Linked DNA regions of Hordeum vulgare: region 1 is linked to region 2. The links are chromatin contacts, called in public Hi-C maps. All regions are on one chromosome and are shown on one strand. Each heading gives the region's core, a stretch centred on a gene start, on an enhancer-like site or on the middle of the called end of the contact. The rest is flanking DNA. Distances are from core to core; before and after follow the strand shown. Region 1 holds the start of LOC123414717 (glutamate--cysteine ligase B, chloroplastic). Region 2 holds the start of LOC123414343 (metal tolerance protein 1-like).

Region 1 (2,700 bases), core at 10-2,509, 640 kb before region 2:
ACTTCTCATGTTCTGTGCCAATTCTGCATAACAGGAAATTTACTCACGGAATGGACCAGATAACTAACCGAAATAGTCGGTAGGAATCATACAGGAATAGAAATTCAAGAAAAACAAAAATATATTGTCAAATCCGTAATAATTTGAACACAGGCACCAGAACGATCTTCATCTCCAATAAATGTACTGATTGGAAAAAATGAGTACACTCATCACATTAACAAGATATATTAAGTACTATAGCATATCTAATCTTAGTGAGACTTTTTCTGTCATTTAAGACAATCATTTGTAAGCTTACTTTTTCCACATATAACATACTCGTATTAACTAACATATCAGTTTTTGTTGCTCTATGTACAAATTGCAATTTTACTACTTCCAGCATTATATGAGTGCATGAGCTGCGCCATTTGCCAACAAGATAACACAATGTGTCTCCAATTCAGTTCCTAGTCTAGTATAACTATGCTAACCAATACCATGTGCCCCCTTCCATGAACAACGCAGAGCTTCATTTGCTAATTAGGCACAACTAAAGGTCACTTCGACGCATCCGCCCTCTTACTATTCCTACAATTTCAAACTAGTAGCAAACATCACCCAGTTCGTCACTACAAGGCACTGACTGACTCATGTGAAACTTCCACCGCTCCAGGGGCAACTGAACATTGAATACAAAATCCCCAATTGCAGAGTTAAACAGCAAGCTGGGAAGTGAGAATCGGCCGTTCCAGCCGTTCCAGTTCCAGCAGTAAGTAACAGTACGGGAATTCTACCGCCATGTGGAAGCTCCTCACCTCCAGTTCTCCTTGGGCTTGCACCCGGACGCGAGGTAGGCGACGAGGTCCTCCTTGGTGAGCGGCTCCGTCAGCTTGGCCGCCTCCTCCGTGGGTGGGCTGGCCGCCACGGCCCCGCCGCGCCGCCTCCCCCTCCTCGCCGCCGCGGGGAGCCCGACCACCGCGAACCCCGTCCGGCCCCGCCTACCGGTCCCCGCGTCGCCGTCCGGCGGGACTACCCGCGCCACCGCCAGCCGCGACGCGACCGCCATCGCCACGCCCAACAGGAACCTGAGAGACGGGAAAAAATCCGCAGAAAACGAACAAAAAGCTCAGCGCGAATCGCGGGAATACCGACGCGACGTCGCCATCGCACCCCCCGCCCAACCCACCTACGGAGAACCGGTACGATTCCGTCCGCGATTCGCCGCGCGAGGAGACGGAGACGGAGACGCGCGCGCCGCCGTCCGCCGCTGCTTCAGAGTTCGGGACGGAGGGGGGGAGCGTGCGGGGGGAGGGGGGTGGGATGGGGGCGGCGTCGGCGCGGTTATAAAGCGGTGGGGGGCGGGGCCCACGCGTCAGCGGCGGCGGCGAGGGAGGGCGTCCGTCAGCAGCGACGACGCCTTGAAGTGCGGGATGCTGCTGCGCGCGTCACCCAATCCGCTCCCTCAGCAGCTGGTGAGTGAGCAGAGCAGGGGGTGATTTGGACAGCTGGCGATTTGCTAATCCTTCCTTTTTTTTTTGCCTTTCCTCGGTGGTGGGGGGCGCTGGCGCTAATGATTACGGCTTGTTAATTGCTGGGATTAAGCTTCGCCGATGGTTCTCGTACGGCCGCCGCCGCCAGTGGCTAATGACGTCGGCGATGAGGTGGGGCGCAGGCGCTCCGTGCCACGGCCACGGCCACGGCGGCGGCATGAAAGCGCACGGCTCGACATGAGAGAGAGAGAGAGAGAGAGAGATTGTCTTGCGTTGAGAAGAAAAATATTACGCCGTTTTGCTTGCACACTGATTCGTCCTGGAAGCTCCTGGTGCCTCGGCTCTCAGAACGACATCCAGAGCACGCGTTTTGTCGTCCGAGAGAAGATGAAAACGGAACAAAAATTGTCTGCCAGGCGCTACTACGATGCCATCCCTTCTCCTGGTAGTACATTTGCATGATCATGGATCGGAATGAACCTTGCCCGTCTTCGAGGGCAGGTTCGGCCCTGGACGGCCGTGGCTTTTCGGACTGCACCGTCACGAGCATCAGTGCACGTGCACTTATACTACGTACTAGGCTCTTTTTAAAAAACTTTGGGCGACTTTGCTCAATTATCACAAGGTCCTTTAAGAACGGTATGAATATAAGAAGTCGGAGGGGCTCATCATGCCGCGGACAAATGTGAAGCAAGCTTAAAAGCAGCGCCATTTTGCTCTCGGCCACGATGCTTGATCATCGCCGTGTCGAAGGAACTCGTCGATTCTGAATAATCATCGGTTATCGCCGCTCGCTCTATATTCTAAACAATCTTGGATGCCGAAAAATAAACGGCTTTGATAATCTAAGGTTAAGGTTAGTTGTTTTCTCTTTTGATAACTCTTGTTCGAGCAGATGTCACCAACCCTAATTCTTAGGGCGTTTGTCTTACAAAAACCATAACGTCGAGAGGCGTAGAAGGGAGTAGAGCATGGCGGTCGGGTACCATTGGCATAGTTTGTTAAGCGGTGGTTTTAGGGAGTGACAACAACATGTAGAAAAGGAGCACGGCATCACAAGAGCAACAATGACTACATCATGGAGCGTGTAGTGCTTTTTTTGTCGATGTTGCGCTCATAATCCAATTTACTTCGTCTTCATCGGTGGTAGGAGAGGAGAGAGGTTTCGTGATGATTTAGCTGTTGATTATATTTTTTAAAGGTTTATTACATGTATTTTTTTTCT
Region 2 (2,749 bases), core at 22-2,521:
GGTTGTTGATGTCGTGCTAGGATTAGGAGATCCCTTCTGTTCTTCCCACTGTGGTTGCGTGTTGTGATGTTGACATTTGGTGGTGTCTCGGGACATGGATGCGAGGACGGTGGCCCGAAGGGCGGTCAGTATGGTGGCTTTCCGGCAGGTCCCATGACAACAGTGGTGGCTACGCTTGTTGGTCGTCTGGACAATGCGGGGTGTAGCGGTGGGTGGCTCAGGGCTTACTTTGTGTCTTGGGAAATGACGTTGCCCGTATCCGGATCTGGAGGCCGGTTCTCGTCGCGATTGGTCTGGGTATCTCTTGGCGACACAGGTGAGCTGTCGAGCGAAAACTCCGCGCTTTGGCGGCGGCGCCGCCGACATCTGCGAGTGTCGCTATCTTCTTGAAGACGTCATCGTGGTTCCCCTCTCAATGACGAGTCTTCGGGTGAAAACCCTTGTCCTTTTGGGCTTGGCAGCGGTGGTCGTAGCGTTGTACTCTGGTCTTTCCGTCTGTAGTTTTCCAGCCATGTAGTCTTGTGTGATTATGTTGGCTCCGTATTTAGGGATCTGTTGTATCGGGGGGCTACCCCACGACATTATATCGTCCCGCCATGTAACTTGGGTGTTATTGTTTTACATATAAAACGGGACGAAAGCATGTTTTGAAAGACATCAATACCGGCACAAAGGACAAGATAGAAGCAAATAACTTTACGAGTGTTTGCATCCGTATTGCGTTAAAAGAAAGCAGATAGAATCTAGGTTGGATGTACTATTTAAACAGAATTCATACGAAATCTGAACTCTAAAGGCAAATTCCATAGACCCTGTTTGGATCCATGGGTTAGAATTAGAGTTGGTTAGATTGGACTGAACTAACCCAAAACATCCAAACAGGAGAGTTAGAGTTGGTTAGATGCATCTAACCCATCCAAAAAAACTAACCCACCTAAGAGATGCTTATTTGGGTTAGAGTTAGATGGGGCCAAGAAAAGTTACTTTTTCCTCTACCTTCACCATACCAAATCTTGGTTAAAGGAACCAAATGATTGAAAAAAAATCATTTATTTACAATTTAACCCTGCTATTCAAACACCTCTTTAGTTAGAGTTAATTTAAGATTAGTCTAGAATTAGAATTTAACCCTAACCACTAACTGAGTTAGAGGATCCAAACAGAATCATAGTTGGCAAAACCCGGAATGAGGTGAGTGCTGACAATTTTCCCCCTGCGCGGCGTGAGTTGTCTGAGTAAGCCATAAAGAAACCCCTTCCCCGTTTTGCTCGTGTGAGCTGGCCTTATAAAACGAGATCCGCAAGGCACCTGTCCACCCGACCCATCCCTCCTCCTCTCCTACCAGTCCTCCTCCTCGGCCCCCAACCCCGCCGACGCCCGCGCGCGAAGATCGCCAGCCGCCTCCCGCCGCCCTCCCGCGCTCGCGGGGATCACCGGCCGGCCACCGGCGTCCAGAGCAGGCACAGGTAAAACCCATCCCAGTCTCCAAGCATCCAGCCAACATTCCTCCCAGTTCCGTGGACGCCGACGTCCGCTCGGCAGACTCTCCGCTTTATCGTCCATGGCACTCCCCGTCCCCTTCCTCCTCCGTAGTTGCTGCAAAACGTTCTCGCTCCCTCGACTTCGTTCCCGTTTCCGTTCCCGTCGATCGGCGCGGGCGGCACCACCAAGAAGGCGGCAGAAGGCTCCCGACGGCGCGCGGAGCCGTGCGAGACCCTCTTTCTTCCCCCCGCCGCTCTGGTCGCCCGCACGACGAATCGAATGTGCTCGCTCGCACATAGTACGATTCGCCATCAGCCATCATCTCTGACGCGACGCTGCTTTCTTTGAACCTCCAGCAGTAATCCCCCGCTGCTACGTTGGCGAATTCCAGGTTTTCTTTGAACTTCGGTCCTGGTTTGGATGGGTCACAGTAGAGCTCAAATCAGTTTTTTTGGTTTTAATGCGCGCGGCACAAAAGATCCGTAACCTGCGTCGTCGCCGTCACGTGCTTCGAAACGGAAAGCATGGCCGTTTCGTTGCATTCTTCTTCTTCCTTTTTTTTTTACTCTATAATCACGAAGTGGCCACGGTAAATAAATTCTGCGGGAGAAGGGTATCCAAAGGATCGGAGGTCGGGATATCCCTCCTCCTTTTCCTTTCCTTTCCTTTACCGACACGAATTACCCAACTACCCTTGGGCTCGCCCCTTTTCTTCACAATCCCCTGGCGACTCACGCCTCCTTGCCACGAGCCCACGAACCGCCTCCCTCCCTCCCTACCGTCGCGTGTCGCACAACTCCGTGGCGGCGGCGGCGGCGGCGCTGCTCACCGCCGAGGCTCCGTCCATCCCCACCCAGGTTAGCGCCTCTCCTATCCTCGCCTCAGCCTCCCTCCCTCTTCCTCTCGCTCTTCCACTCTCTGGTTGCCCCGCCGTAACCAAGGATGATTATCCGTGGATTGATCTTCCACTCCGCTCCGCCCCGTTGCCACCAATGGGCCATCCACGGCGAGAGGGCTCGCCCACTCCATTCCGCCTCGTGCGGTTCCCGGCTCACCCGCGGCGTCTCCGCGGCGATTTTTTTCTTCTTTTCGTTTCCAGTTTCTGCCGCGGGTGGGTTTCAGTTACGGGGTTGGATCGGGGCGGCTCGGGGTCAGAGGAGGAGGGAGGAAAAGGAAAATCCGAAGGATGCTACTACTACTGCTGCTGGTCTATCTACCATCCTGATCGGAGGGATTGGATCGCGGGTCGCTGTCCCCGTGGCCCGTG

Evidence for each region. A called contact is a pair of places that touch in the nucleus more often than the background predicts.
Region 1: a Hi-C map of leaf shows a contact between it and region 2, with 5 times the contacts expected there. The contact joins the promoter of LOC123414717 here to the promoter of LOC123414343 in region 2. A contact is called at or near these places in 2 of 6 Hi-C or Micro-C datasets (leaf and seedling).

Annotation. Positions count from the first base shown.
Region 1 is chr1H:46,806,995-46,809,694 of MorexV3_pseudomolecules_assembly, reverse strand. It overlaps LOC123414717 (glutamate--cysteine ligase B, chloroplastic), which reads right to left and starts at 1,259. Exons shown (of 16, transcript XM_045106678.1): 1 at 1,172-1,259; 2 at 801-1,070; 3 at 1-23. The coding sequence starts at 1,051.
Region 2 is chr1H:46,169,857-46,172,605 of MorexV3_pseudomolecules_assembly, reverse strand. It overlaps LOC123414343 (metal tolerance protein 1-like), which reads left to right and starts at 1,271. Exons shown (of 2, transcript XM_045106670.1): 1 at 1,271-1,466.